2 separate regions of the Sus scrofa genome follow, and region 1 is linked to region 2. A link is a contact called in public Hi-C data. All regions are on one chromosome and are shown on one strand. The core of a region is the stretch at or near the end of the contact, and the rest is flanking DNA. Distances in the headings are between cores, read along the strand shown.

Region 1 (7,062 bases), core at 4,052-6,551, 170 kb after region 2:
CCATTTTATATAACAGGTCCTGTTTTACAAATAAATTTTGTTTTACTAACATTGTGTTTAGAAATGTTGGTCTATGTGTAACCATGTCATCTGAGTTCCAAATTAATTGCCAGCTGTTTCCGCTAAGTAAATGTGTGTGCCGTGGAGGTGGCTATATGCAGATGTGCATATATATCACACAGGCACACACAGAGAGATATTTGGTTTATGGAATATCACTCTTTCATGAGCTTCATTCCTTGATTCATCTTAGAGAGGCTCACAGAGGCCTTTCAGCAATATTCGAATGTTTTTGAGGTTATGTTCGGCTGGTCTTGCTGCCACTTTCATTCATCGCGAGTCATTCGTCAGCTAGCTCTGGGCTGCCTTATTGCTCTTCGCTCACTGCCTCCATCTCTGCCCAAGTGAGAAGACTAGATGAAGAACAGAAATTATCTGTGAAATGAGGTTACCTGAATACTTTTATAAACCATTGACTCTGTGTTGTGGTTTTTGTTTTTTTCTGTGGTGGATCTTCAAAACTGTGTTCAGAACTCCTGTCTCCAGAGTTACAGTAAGCGCCCTCTACGGTACATGATGATCACAGTGAGCAGAGGATCTGATGGTGGTTGCCACAAGAAAATTCAAGCTCTGTTGCCCGATTTAGACTTTCTAGGTTCCTGCCACAAGAGTAAGCTCTGCCGTGTGTGATATGGAAGGCAAAAGGTTCTATTTCAGTATAAATCCAAGAGACCCATCTTCTATGGGCGGCTCGCCAGTGTGTTAGGTAAACATTAGGAATTTAGCTAGAGCGCTGAGATTGTATAATCCTTGCACAGATGAGCACAGCTCAAGGCAAGTTTTTCCTTTAAACCATTTAATGCAGTGTTTAATGTTTAAGGGTTTTATCCTATCCTATAGCATAATTAATTCCTAAGTTACTGTAATTTAAGTATCTTAACTATACGTTGGTCCCTAAACTTCTTCCACAGTGGTTAAGGAGGGGGATACTCACTGAGTCTATTTAAATGGTATGCCAGAAATAAGTTTTTCCTTTGTAGAGATGCTTCCTTACTCTTGTTTATTCTTTTTTTCAGTAAAGGGCATTCAGCCCAATACCACTGACCTGGGGGTCTGCTAAGGGCCCCCTTGTCTTCCCGGTTCAGCTTCAAGATTTCATCCTGGTAGGAAGTAGTGCAGAGATAACTCCTTCCATTATCACGGTCTTGAGCTGCTTGAAACCAGAATAGTGCTCCTCCCACCCTCTTCCTTGAAATAGCTGTGGAAATGACAGACCCCCGATATAAGCGAAGCCATATTAGTGCACCCAAGACCCCAACTATTTCCACCATGCACCACTTTTAGCTAATAAAGGCCATCTCAAGAGGTCCCCCGGCTTTCAAAGTAGAATTCTGGGGTCAGTTCCAAAACTAGACCTGCCAGTTATGATAACCTGAACATTTTGTTTTATTTATTTATTTATTTAGGCTGCACCTGCAGCATGTGGAAGTTTCCCAGGCCAGGGATTGAACCTGCGCCATACTTGTGACCTATGCCATAGCTGTGGCTATGTAGGATCCTTATTTCGCTGCACCATAAAGGAATTTCCTATTTTATTTTTGATCAGTAACCTCAGTTGAATTTTTGGAGTTTCCAGTAGCCTTAACATAGTTTCTGAGATGTTTCTTTCAGAAAGGTCTTTGTACGCTTTCCTTTCAATAAGTTCTGTGCTGCTTTTTGACCACTACTTAAAAAAAAAAAAAAAAATCCTCAGAGTCTGGAGGCTTATCAGTGCACCTGACACAGTTGATTTCTGTATTCTTTTCATGTGTTTCATCTGATAGATAAAAGTGCACTATAATGGCTTGCCCAGAGTTGTTAGATGTGGTCTGTGAATATATACGGGAAAATTGTGGGTTCATAAGTAAATGCATAAAGCAGAGCTTTGTGTATTCACAATATAGAGTGACTTTTGTATTGTATATTCACAATGTAGAATGACTTTTGCTTTAAATACATATTCATGCATCTTTATGTACTAAGTAGTACATGTTGGTCCATTTGAAAAATACGCAGTCTTCATATACAGTGGCTACTTTCAGAATTAGCTCATCTTTTTAATGGCACATAGCCCAAACTGTGAAAAAGCTGGGCCCTTGAATGTGCCAAGAGAAAATATAAAACTAGCAAACTTACGAAAAACAAAATTAAAAATCAAACATGTTGTATACACCTAAAATTTTTGAATAGCGCCCTTTCCCCCATTCACATTTCATAAATTTGAGCCAAATTCTTATTCTCCAAGTTTTAACTTGAGCGAAACTTTAATCCAAGTTTTAAATCTTTGAAAATATCTTTCTTATAAAAACATCAATGCTAGGTTTTTTAAACTTGAGAATTCCTGTAGAAAACCTTTCTTTTCTATGGAAATACTCTTCATCTTCTTGATTTTTATATGTGTAAAAAAAGACAAATGATGCTTTTCATTTCAATATCAACATGAACAGCTCTCACTTTTCTAAATTAAGTGAGCAGGATTTAAGTTTGATATTTTCTAAAGGAATTCATTAATAAACTTGTGCAAGACATGAAATTGGTAGGGACCCAAATATTAAGCTATTTTATTCTGTTTTGATACTCAGTCTTACAACCTAAGTGATTTTCTGAGGAAATCTAGACCTGGACTAAACATCATAGACCAGGAAATTCAGAATAATAAAACTTTTAGGTTACCTATGGTCTAGTCAAGATCTAGCTGAGCATGAAAATGTCCTAATTTCCAAATGTTTTAGGAATCTTGAACTTTTATTTGCTAAAACCTGAATTTAATATTTGATATTCAAAAGCAGGTTCTTAATCTTTTAAGGGCAACAAGGGCCCATTTGAGAAACTAATGAAAGCAGTGAACTATCTTTCTCTCTATACCACATAACCTATCTATGAAAATTTAAAATAACAGTAGAATTTCAAGGCCCTTGGACTGCCAGCCTCCAACCCCATCCCCCATGGGGCCTAATGATCACCACTCAGGCTGCTCTAAATTTGGTTTGATAGTGTATTTGGAAATGAAGTCATGCTTAGGCCTCCATTGAAGATACTTTTCAGATCATACTTGCCAACTTTAGACCTAGAATCATTTTTCAAAACTTGACAACTTCAATTTAGTACCAGCTTGGAAAATAGAAACCACAGTAATCTGGAGTTCCCATCATGGCTCAGTGGTTAACGAATCCGACTAGAAACCATGAGGTTGCGGGTTCGATCCCTGGCCTTGCTCAGTGGGTTAGGGATCCAGCGTTGCCATGAGCTGTGGTGTGTAAGTCACAGATGCGGCTCGGATCCCATGTTGCTGTGGCTGTGGTGTAGGCTGACGGCTGCAAGTCCGATTAGACCCCTAGCCTGGGAACCTCCATGTGCCCTGAGAGTGGCCCCAGAAAAGGCAAAAAGACTAAAAAAAAAAAGAAGAAGAAGAGGAAACCACAGTAATCTGAATGAAAAACAGGACAGTCAACACTGAATCTTCAAGACGATAACATTTCTTTCCTTGGAGGTGTGAGGATGTGTGTGTCCAGGGATACATTTTTGTCAAGGCACCAAATTATTTACAAGGAACAAGAAAATCCAAGAAGAAATGAATAGGGAATCCCTGTAATTATCCATCTATCAAAAACACTTGATCCTTTATTACTGTCACTCAGGTAATGATGTCTGTGGCATAGTGTCATCAGTAGGTTACCATCTAAAAATTTATCAGTCAGCATGACCAGGAACATTTCAAGATGATGGCAAATTAGCAAATTCAGTTTAGTCCATAGTTGACAAAAACTGAGTGGAAAGTTGAAGGAGCAGATGCTGGGGGTGAGGGTGGGATTCAAAAGTTGTTCTCCCTGCATAAATCAGGCAGGTGTTTCTTGTTGTTTTGAGTGTTTTCCAGTTACCATCAGAGCAGCCTTGGACCACTGCCAGTGTGACTGTGCATCCTCTTCCCACATTCACCTCACCTTCCTTCTATAGGGAGCATGTGGATTTCTTCACATTTATACCTTACTATTAGGTAAGGGTGCTGCAACTATACGGAGGGTCCTCTGGGCCCTTGAAAAAGTAGGCAAACATTCTCAAAGAATTTGAAGTTGTTTTAAGGTTTGATTCCAGTGGGCCATGACTTATAATCAGGCATCAAATGATTACCTACATTTTCAAGCTGAAGAAAGCAGTAGAGATGCCATATTTGGCTGGTGAAGAAAGTAGAAAGAAAAATCAGCTCCCTTCCCCACCCCACGCCCCCAGAAAAGCCTGATTGAACCTTCCACAATGGCAAAGGGAGAGACCACAGGGGGAGGTTCCCATATTTGGTGGGAAAGAGTAAATCCAGTGTAAGTATCTACATTAAAAAAAAAAAAATTGGGGGGGGGAGTATAGTTGACTTACAGTGTTGTAAGTGTGAGTATCTACCTGTGATAATGTTTTTTGTTATAAAAGTGTATGCCCTCAAGGGAATGTACTGCCTTTGACACATGAATCTGATCCAACCACCCCATCAGCTGGGAAATTATTTGGAATTAGTTATTTTTTGAGGAATATGTGTTAAATCATTCTGCGTGAGTAAAGTAAGCATTGAGAGGAAGTCTTGAGAAATAAATGGGCCCAGGACTGGAATGAACTTCCTGCCAGCATCCTGAGGACCATCCTGCCCCCCCCAGAAAATGTGATCACTTCCTTCAGTTACCACAGTGATCATTTAGGTCGGGATTTTTTTTTTTTTTTCAAAAAATTGTATTAGGTAATTCACCAGGCTGAAACAATAATAGGACAGCCTTGGGACTGATGATTTGAGACAGAGACTATTGAGTAAATTTCTTGCATCCTCTGGGTTCTAGTAATATGTTCTCAGAACTTCTTTTTGGCTCTCTGGTTTTGGCTAGTTTGGGTTTCCAAATATCACAGCAGGGAAGCTACTTTTCTTCTATTCTGTTGCCTTAGTGCTATTAGATTATGTTGCTTTTGAGGTTCTCGTGATTTCTTCCATCCTAGAAAAGGGTACTGGGGGCTCCATAACATTTCAGCTATACTGTCTCAGAACATTCTTGACCATTGAATGCAATAGATCAGATTCTAATAGGTCTTGTACCCAGTGGAGGAAGTTCAGTGGGTTGTTAGCTGATTTGATTTGTTACAACAAGAAGGGGGGAGAAAAGTGTGGAGGGCACCTAGCAAAATGACAGGGGCTCTGGGAAAACAACCAAAGACAAGAGCATATCTTCTGAAGACCAAAGGTCCAACTTTATTTTTTGGCACAGCCTTTCTGAACTAAGTTCAGAATAGGCTCCTAGAATAAAGCAGCCAAGTTTCAAAGGTCAGTCAATGCGAAGGGACCTGCTATTCATCTCTCAGGCTCTGAGCCTTACATCCAAGGTCAGATCCAGCCCAGTGTACGGGGTGATAGAAAGAGAAAAACCCATCAATGTGTTTCAACTTCTCACTGCTGTATAATCCGGCATGAGAAGTATGTTGTGGTGCCGCATATTTCTCAATCTGATGCCTTTTTTGTCTTTGTTTTTGTTTTGTTTTGCCATTTGCATCCTATTTCATAGTGTCAAAATGAATTTTATACTGGTCCCTGTCTTTGTCCATTACGAACTGTAGGATCACAGTTGAGCCTTCCATGAATTCCCTGCTTCGGGATCTTCTATCTTAGCATGATTTTTCAGTTTTTCCTTGTTACAGTATCACTACACTGTGTTCAGGTGGGGAAACAAACATGTAGGTGCTTGAACATGCCCCACAGACACGGTCGTAGCCCTGTATGTAGTATTTGTGACTGTCATTATTGACACAGTACAGACTTTACAGAGTGTTATACTCTCAGAGGACTTTAAAAATATGTGTATTAAGCAATTAACTTTCTGGAGTTATCAAGTCTTGCTGGGAAATTAACTTCCAAGAGCTCTGAATTGGATGGAATTCCATCCGACGTCAGAGTACAATGAGCCTATATGAAATGGAGCTTTGAAATGTTTTCCTTGTGCAGAAATATGAACTAGAAAAAAAAAGTGCTGATCTAATGCTAAGTTTTCTGTGTACTGACTCAGTTGCCAGAATTATAATGAAAATTGTATTTTAGTCTAACAAATGTATAGAATTTTTTATGTAATAAATAAAATTTTATAGGAAAGAATGTCACTGTCTACTGTGTTGTAACACTTTCCCATGCCCAGGGTGGTGTTGAATAGTGTAGGGGAGGAAAAAGAATTGTCGTTCTCCCCTGCCCCTACACCCAACCCTTCTGAGTTCTTAGCTGTGACTCTGTAATAGAAGGTTAACTAGTGGAAAACACAGATGCTTATTAACATGTATAGCTCATGTATCTGTGGGAGATACGCAGGGGAAAATGATCCTTTAGGTGGCTTAGAATTCAAACGTAAATGACATCTTAATAGGGAAAGGGGAAAGAGGATGGAGGCCTCTTAGGGGAGAGCAAATGATTTTTAGAAAAGATAAATGGGTCCTTAGAAGAATCGATGGGCAGCATGATAGTTTGTGACAAAGTGTGTCTGGGTGTGGTGTTAGTTTCTAGTCTCTTTTCCTGTGATAAGAGTCAATCTCCCTTGGTTAATGACACTTCTGAGGAGATTTATGACATTTTTGTTCTTTTTCAGGATTTGTCTAGGGAGATAAGGAGTGTTCAGAGAATATCTCACCCTGCCTTTGCCGTTTTTCAAGTGCCTACAGTTGAAAATAATCAATGTAATAAAGCGGTGGCGGGGGTCTGGGAGGGTTGTTTGTTTTTGTTTTTGTTTTTGTTTTTTTGAGGTGGCACATCCTAAATTCCTGCAGTTATACTTTGGGGTGGCATATTCTGCTGCTCTGCAATAGAAAGCGATCACGGGCAGCATCTTGTTTTCCAACTGGGTCAGTATGCTGCAGCAAGGGTGCCCTAGAATTTCCCAGTTTTTTCTTTCCAGCATCTCTCAGCATGTTCTAGGATCCTTGAAGCATGAATCATAAATGTACTAAAGAAAATCTAATTTCCAAAGTACAAAGTTCATCCACTGACTGGCCAGGCTTCCTTGCTGGAGTCTGAGT
Region 2 (6,515 bases), core at 914-3,413:
AAGAGGGAAGACAGATGGCTTCTTGTTTAAGACTGTAATTTTACTTTCAGCCTCCTCCCTCAGTTAAAAACAAGATGTACTTTGAGGCTTTGAGGGAAAAATCTCAAGGGAAGGTTTTTTTATTTCTGGTGTATTGAATAATTCAACAAACATTTGAAAGAGCTGAGACAGATACAAAGGAGAAAATGCTTTTCCTTGTTCTCAGGGAGTTTACAATCTAATGGTGGAGTTTACAATCAGAATTGGGACCAGAGCCATTAATGGCCTAATGGTTATTGGTAACATACTTAGGATTCACCAGCCCAGTGGTATGGTGAACCCTCTGATCAAATTGTAAAGGAACACAGGGAGAATACAGGGGAAGAATTAATGATCTCAAGCAGTACTTAATGAATCCTTACTATTCTACTAGTTACTTTCATTTATTATTTAATCTTTATTTTATTTTATTTATTTATTTTTTGGCTGTGCCCTCCATGTGCAGAAGTTCTTGGGCCAGGCATCCAACCAACGCCACAGCAGTGACCCAAGTCATAGCAGTGACAATGTGGGTTCCTTAACCCACTAAGCCACCAGAGAACTTCATATATTGTTTAATCTTGACACCCACTCTTCCTGGTTAACCTTATTATCTGTTTTTCACAGAAGCGGAGAAAGAGGCTAAGAGAAGTGACATATTCTGGTCACAGACCCAAGAAATTGAAACACACAACTGGAAATTCTTTGGCTTTTTCTTTGGCTGTCCCCAGGTTCCCATTGTGACTTTGCTTTCCCTTTCAAGGCACATAAAGTCAATTTACTTCTGTGCTATTTCCCCCCACCCCAGACTTTGAGTAGTCTTTTTTGTTCTTTTCTTCTTTTTTTTAGGGCAGCTGGAGAGGCATATGGAAGTTCCCAGGCTAGACTGTGAATAGGAGTTTTAGCTGCCAGTCTATTTCAGAGCCACAGCAAGTAGGATCCGAGCACAGCGACGCTCCTTAACCCGCTGATTGAGGCCAGGCATCGATTGAGGCCAGGCATCGAACTTGCAACCTCATTGATACTAGTCGTATTTGTTTCTGCTATGCCACAAAGGGAACTCCCTGAGTAGTCTTTAAAACTTCATGCCTTTCATTTGCAAACTTTTTTTTTTCTTTTCTGATTGTCTTTAAGGAAACATGTAAAGGACTTGTAATAGTGCCTTGTAAGTGGTTCTCTTAATATTAAGCATGATTTTTGGTTTTATTCCTGCTACATTTTAGCTGTTTTCATCTCATACCATTTCTCAGCGACTTAGGGTTGTAAATTTCTTGAAGGTGGTGACCACGCCTACTCTGTCGATAATGCATTGCGTATGTATGTAGCAATGGGGACAGCAGAAGCGTTGGCTCTTTTGTTCACCTTTTTATTCTTAGTGCCTATAAACTACTGTAATTTAGTATACCCTCAGCATATATATGTCTTAATACAATGAATTAATACTCGTTTATTGTATTTGTGGTCTATTCTGCACAAAAAGTATCTATCCTTCAGATCCGATATGTCTCTGAATTGAAAGACCTGGAGAACTTTCTGCCCTTTCCCTATTTTCAGCTGTTTATAAGAAGTTCGACCTTGAGTGAGTTCCCTTAGGCTCTCGGTGCCCTTCAAGGCTCAGTTTCCACATCAGCAAAATGGGGCGAGTAGCAACAGATGATCCTCGTCTTCTATCATCTACTCCTTCTCCAGGGATTTATCGTGTACCTTTTCCTCTGGATTAACATCAGCCACCCCTCGGGTTGCGCGCCTCGCCCATGCCTCCGGAAGCAACCCGGCCCCATTTCAGCAGCGAGCCTGCTCAACTCTCGGGCGCCCCAGCCTCAGGCGCCCTCTTGCCCTGAGGTAGCGCTCTGCCTCGGTGCCACAGTTAAATGGGCTCGGCACCGCGCAGGCTCCGACGCGCGCTGAAGGGCCCGGCCTCGTTTTGGCCGCAGCCGCCCGGCCGCCCGCGCGGCGCTGCACTGGGGGCGGGGAGTCTGATGGGAGACGCGAGCGGCGCTGAGGAGGCGGCTGCCCGGGAGAGGGAGCGGGAGAGGGACTGGGCGCGGGAGGCGGGAGGCGGGGGACAGGGGGAGGCGCCGTCGCCGCCGCCGCCCGCCCCTTTCCGCTGGGGAGCAGCTGCAGCAGCAGGAGCGGAGCAGGAGCCACGCAGCCACCACCGCCGCCGCCGGGGGATGTGGCCGGCGCCTGCCCCGAGTCGCGCCGCCTCCTGAGTACCTGCCGCCGCCCGAGCAGCCGCCGCCACCGCCGAGCAGTGCGGGGCCAGGCCGCGCCCTCCCCGGGCGCCCGCCGGCTCGCATGCCGAGGGGCTCCGGGGCGTAGCTGCGCGCCCGGCGCCGCCTCCGGGCTCCTCCGGCCCCGCCATGGGCTGCTGCAGCTCCGCCTCCTCAGCCGCGCAGGTGAGGGGCTCCCGCCTCCCGGCCGCCCGCCCGGATGCCTCTCCCGCACCGCGTTGCGCCGCGGGCGCCCGCTGCCTCCCACTACCCGCAAGCCTCCCTTCGGCCCACGGTGCACTCCAGAGACCCCCACCTCCGCCTCCCTCTCCTGCCTCCCTCTGTCCCGCAGATGCCCCCGCGCTGGCTCCCGAGGCTGCTGACTCGCAGGCGCCTCTGCGCGGCCCCCAGGGCGCCTCTAGCTCTGCCCGGCCCCTTTCCGACTTGGCAGCCTCCTCCCAGTCACACCTGAGCGGCCCCGTCCCGCCAGCCTGCAGGTACTGGCAACAAGGGCGCCTGCTCTCTGCCCCAGGTGGCACCCCTTCCTTCGTCTTGTGGGCCTGGCTCCTCTCTTCCCACCTCCTTGGAGACTTCCCTCGCCCCATCCACTGACTATTTTCTGTGCTTCCTGGAGGAGTACCCCCAGTATGGGCTGTTTACCCCTTTCCCACCTTATTACAGTTTCTGCTCTATTCGATATTGTGTCCCCTTTCTCTTGCCAGCGCCCCCCGTCCGGGTTCAAGTGTTTAAGCGAGTCCCGGAGCCCTTCTTCGATCCGCTTTCCCAATTCTAGTCGCTTGCCTCCTACCCCATCCCCCCTTTGTGCCTTGACCCCGGGCACCGCGGCCTCTTCGTAAACCGAGGCCCCTGCGGGAGCGCTGGGACTGGGTAGGGAAGGAGATTGGGCACCTGGTGGGTGACGGGAGCGTTACGGAAACTCCCTCTTTGTTGCCAGTGTAACAGGAGAAAGAGGTGCCGAATTTAGTTTTTCTGTGGGCACTGGCTGAATGTTGTCGCTGAGGGCTGAGATGCAGAGATTTCTCCCAGCTTCCACCCTGCCCCCATCCAAATTTCGCTAACCTCCCTCTCGCCAATCCGAGCCCTTAACCTGGACAGAAATGTTTAGACAACTGTATAAGGATCAAATGTAATAGGACTTGACTGATGGCCACTAATAACTGAGAGGACCTGTTTGTAAATTACCTAATTTAGTGGATTAGTGAGTGTATTTACAAATACGATAAAAAGCAATCAGGAATACTGCATCAAACTGTCTGGTGGTGGTGTATGAAAAATAGGCTCTGACAACGCCTGGGATGTAATCTCACAGTTTCATTAGCGTAGAATTTAACTGTGGTCTTTGATTTGTTTGTTTTGGGGGGAGACAAGGGCTCTTGTTTTTAGAAATAAAGGAGGGTCGGTTCTTGGTGAAGAAAAATGCTAGTTTGGGAAAATAATTCCTTCAGAGATCTGGCATCTGTGATAATGCCAGAAGTGTTTTGCTGCTGCTAAATGACTATATATAACTCAGTTTTAAATAACCTGCATACTTGTTTCGAAAATCTGAGATCTGTTAGAGAGAGAATGACTAGAATTGCAGAGGACATTTATGCTTTATTAAGTATCCATCCTATTTGTCCATTTCTTTTTTGGGTGTTTGCTTACTCGTGTGCTTTTTTTTTTTCTTTCCCTACTAGGATCACAGTCAGACGGATTGCTTTAGTTAAACCTTCCTGTTCAGTTAGAATAACAAAGAAAAACTATATATACTAGTGTTACCAAGGGTCGATAGACCACGGTTTTCATGTTAACAGATAAAGGTGTGAAATCACACAATACCTTTCAATTGGTTAGGCGTTTGGGGGAAGTAGGAGGAATCACGTTAAGTGTATTTTCTTAAATATTATTTTCAACAAAAAGGTGGCTTTCCTGTTGCCTTTCTTTTAAGAACTAGGTTACTTTGCATCCTTTTTTGGTGGTGAAATGTTTTAAGACAGGAAAATATTGGATAGTTTATGGATGGCTTGTTTCCTCTTGGAACAATTAAATTTGAGAGGGGTGGATGTTGGACCTGTTAAAACTCTGCTTTAATAACATGTCTTGCATTTGAGTAGCTCCATGTCTTACTTTTCAGAATGCTGTCACACATATTTTCCTTGCTTTTTCTTCCTGTTGCAGCAACTGTTTCCTTCATGCCATGTTCTTCCGACGAGATGCATGTCATGCACCCCCAGGGGTGCATTTTTTTTTTTTTCCCTGTGAATTCCTATAACCAATCAACAGCTGTCACATGCCTTTAAGTTCAGCTTTAGGGACTTGTAGTGTTCAATGGAGCATTGAGGAGCAGGTTTTGTGCCAAAGAGCTGGTCATCATTTTTTTCTTTTTCTTATTTAAAATTTTGGCATCATTTTTCGTTTGTGAGATGTTACCAATCTGCTGCATTTTAATGTTCCTTTCAGGAGCATTACCAGTTAGGATAATATAGTATCTGTATGTGTTGTGTTGAAACAAAATAAGGATGCAGCTGCACATCTTCTCTATTTGCGAACCTCCACATCACTTAGAACTTCTCTTAGAGGCCTCTATTGTATTTTTAACCTGAATGTTTCTTTCATCCCTTCTCTTGGATTGTAAGCTTTTTGAATATGGGAACTGTTTTGGTTTTCTACATCTTTGTATCCATTGCAGTGCCTCACTATACCTTGTACATAATAGTTGCTCAGTAGTCACAGAATATATAGATAACACAGATTCCAACATCTAGTTGGCAAGTACCATTGACTGTGAATCCAGCCCTGAACCATGTGCTGTTTCTCTTCCAAGAGCTGGTTGACTAACTCCACCAAGCCCATCCTCTTCTAAGAACTGTTTAGTTTAAAAATTTGAACTGTTTAATTTAAAAATCATCTGCCTTTCCCACATTGCTTCTAATTCTGTCAGGGGTACCATCAGTTTGCAAAATTGAGCAGGTTTTTTCTTCTGGTGCTCTGCTCAGTGCTTATATTTTAGTTGGAGCAGTGGCTATAACATCTTAAAAGAGCTTTTCTACAAACTGTAATGATAACCTGCACAGCACATCAAAACAATGTGCTTTGAGGTAATCTGCAGTTTAGCTTAGCCTTTCTCAGTGGTATCGTCAGCAACTTTAAAGCCCTGGTATGTTTTATCAATGTAAATATAGTGTGTTTCCTTTTTGTAGTAGGGATTCACTTTTGAAATACAATTTATTTTCCCTCATAGTCTCTTGCTATATTGTAGACTCTCATAAAAGAGTTTATTGTCTTCCAAACTGTTTCATCTCTTATAGTCCTGGTATTATTTTCACTTTCTTGGCAGTGTCTGGATATCATAATTTGCCATCAAAATAATTATCCTGTTTTTGGATTTAGATAAAAGAACAGTGTCACATTCTATACTAGTATTTCATTGTTGAAGGAGGAAATTATTGGGGAAATTATTTTTGCTGTATCAGATATGTGTATCTGAGAATCTTAAGAACTCTTAGATATATTAATAGGATGCTTATAGAATTCTTAATTATGTTTTTTTTTTTTATTAGTGACCACTACAAGTTACTTGCTACTATTAGTGATTGCTCAAAACAAGCCAGTACATGGTAGCCTTTGCCTAAAAATCTCTTTGAAGGGAACATAAAAGTGAGATAGTCTTGAGTTTCTTTTTACAGCACTAATCCTCCCTAAGACTCTTAAAATTTATTCCCAACTCTCCATAATTCGTTTGTTCTGTTATAACCTGACATAATTTCTATTTTTATAATGTTAAACTTCAAAGTTCACTTGTAAATCTTCAGATTTATGAAATGTTCTTTGCCATTGACAAACCAGTTTGAATGAAGGAGGCTTTTGAAAGATTACTTAGCAAATTGCCTAAAGTCTTTGTCGTTAATGGCTAGATCATTATTTCTCACAGCAGTGCTTTGGAGATTTCGCAAGTGTTCTGTAGTTCTGTGTCCTTTGGTTCTAACCTTAGAAATTGTGAGAGGGAAGGAGGAGAATCTTTATGGTTGAACAAACCCCTCATCTCTCTGACATTAGGAGAGATTGTTCTTGTCTGTGTTCTTGTCCATGTCTTCAAATTGAGAGCTATATATTTAACTGTATTTTTCTAGCTCTTATATCTTGTCTTGGGAGTAGTGAAAAACAATCAATTGGTTCACAAATACTGGTTAACTTTTGAGTATGTTAACTCTTCTGTAACAAAATTTTAATAGTACTGTAGTCTCCTGGTTTGTGGAATTTGAAGTCAGAGGGTAAAAATGAAAT

What was found. A called contact is a pair of places that touch in the nucleus more often than the background predicts.
Region 1: a Hi-C map of liver shows a contact between it and region 2, with 3 times the contacts expected there. The contact joins the enhancer-like site here to the promoter of SLC44A1 in region 2. A contact is called at or near these places in 3 of 5 promoter capture datasets (fetal liver, liver and skeletal muscle), 2 of 47 Hi-C or Micro-C datasets (embryonic fibroblasts and liver) and 1 of 2 datasets of contacts at active chromatin or transcription factors (skeletal muscle).

Annotation. Positions count from the first base shown.
Region 1 is chr1:246,714,815-246,721,876 of Sscrofa11.1, forward strand. All of the region lies in intron 15 of SLC44A1 (choline transporter-like protein 1), which reads left to right. Among named protein-coding and RNA genes, the nearest start is that of FSD1L, 50 kb to the right of the region's middle. Within about 2 kb of position 5,302, at least 7 of the 83 cell types and tissues checked have an H3K27ac peak or open chromatin away from gene starts, as enhancers often do. A contact at or near this core is called in liver, where this site is marked.
Region 2 is chr1:246,546,378-246,552,892 of Sscrofa11.1, forward strand. It overlaps SLC44A1 (choline transporter-like protein 1), which reads left to right and starts at 2,164. Exons shown (of 16, transcript XM_021067056.1): 1 at 2,164-2,417. The coding sequence starts at 2,382.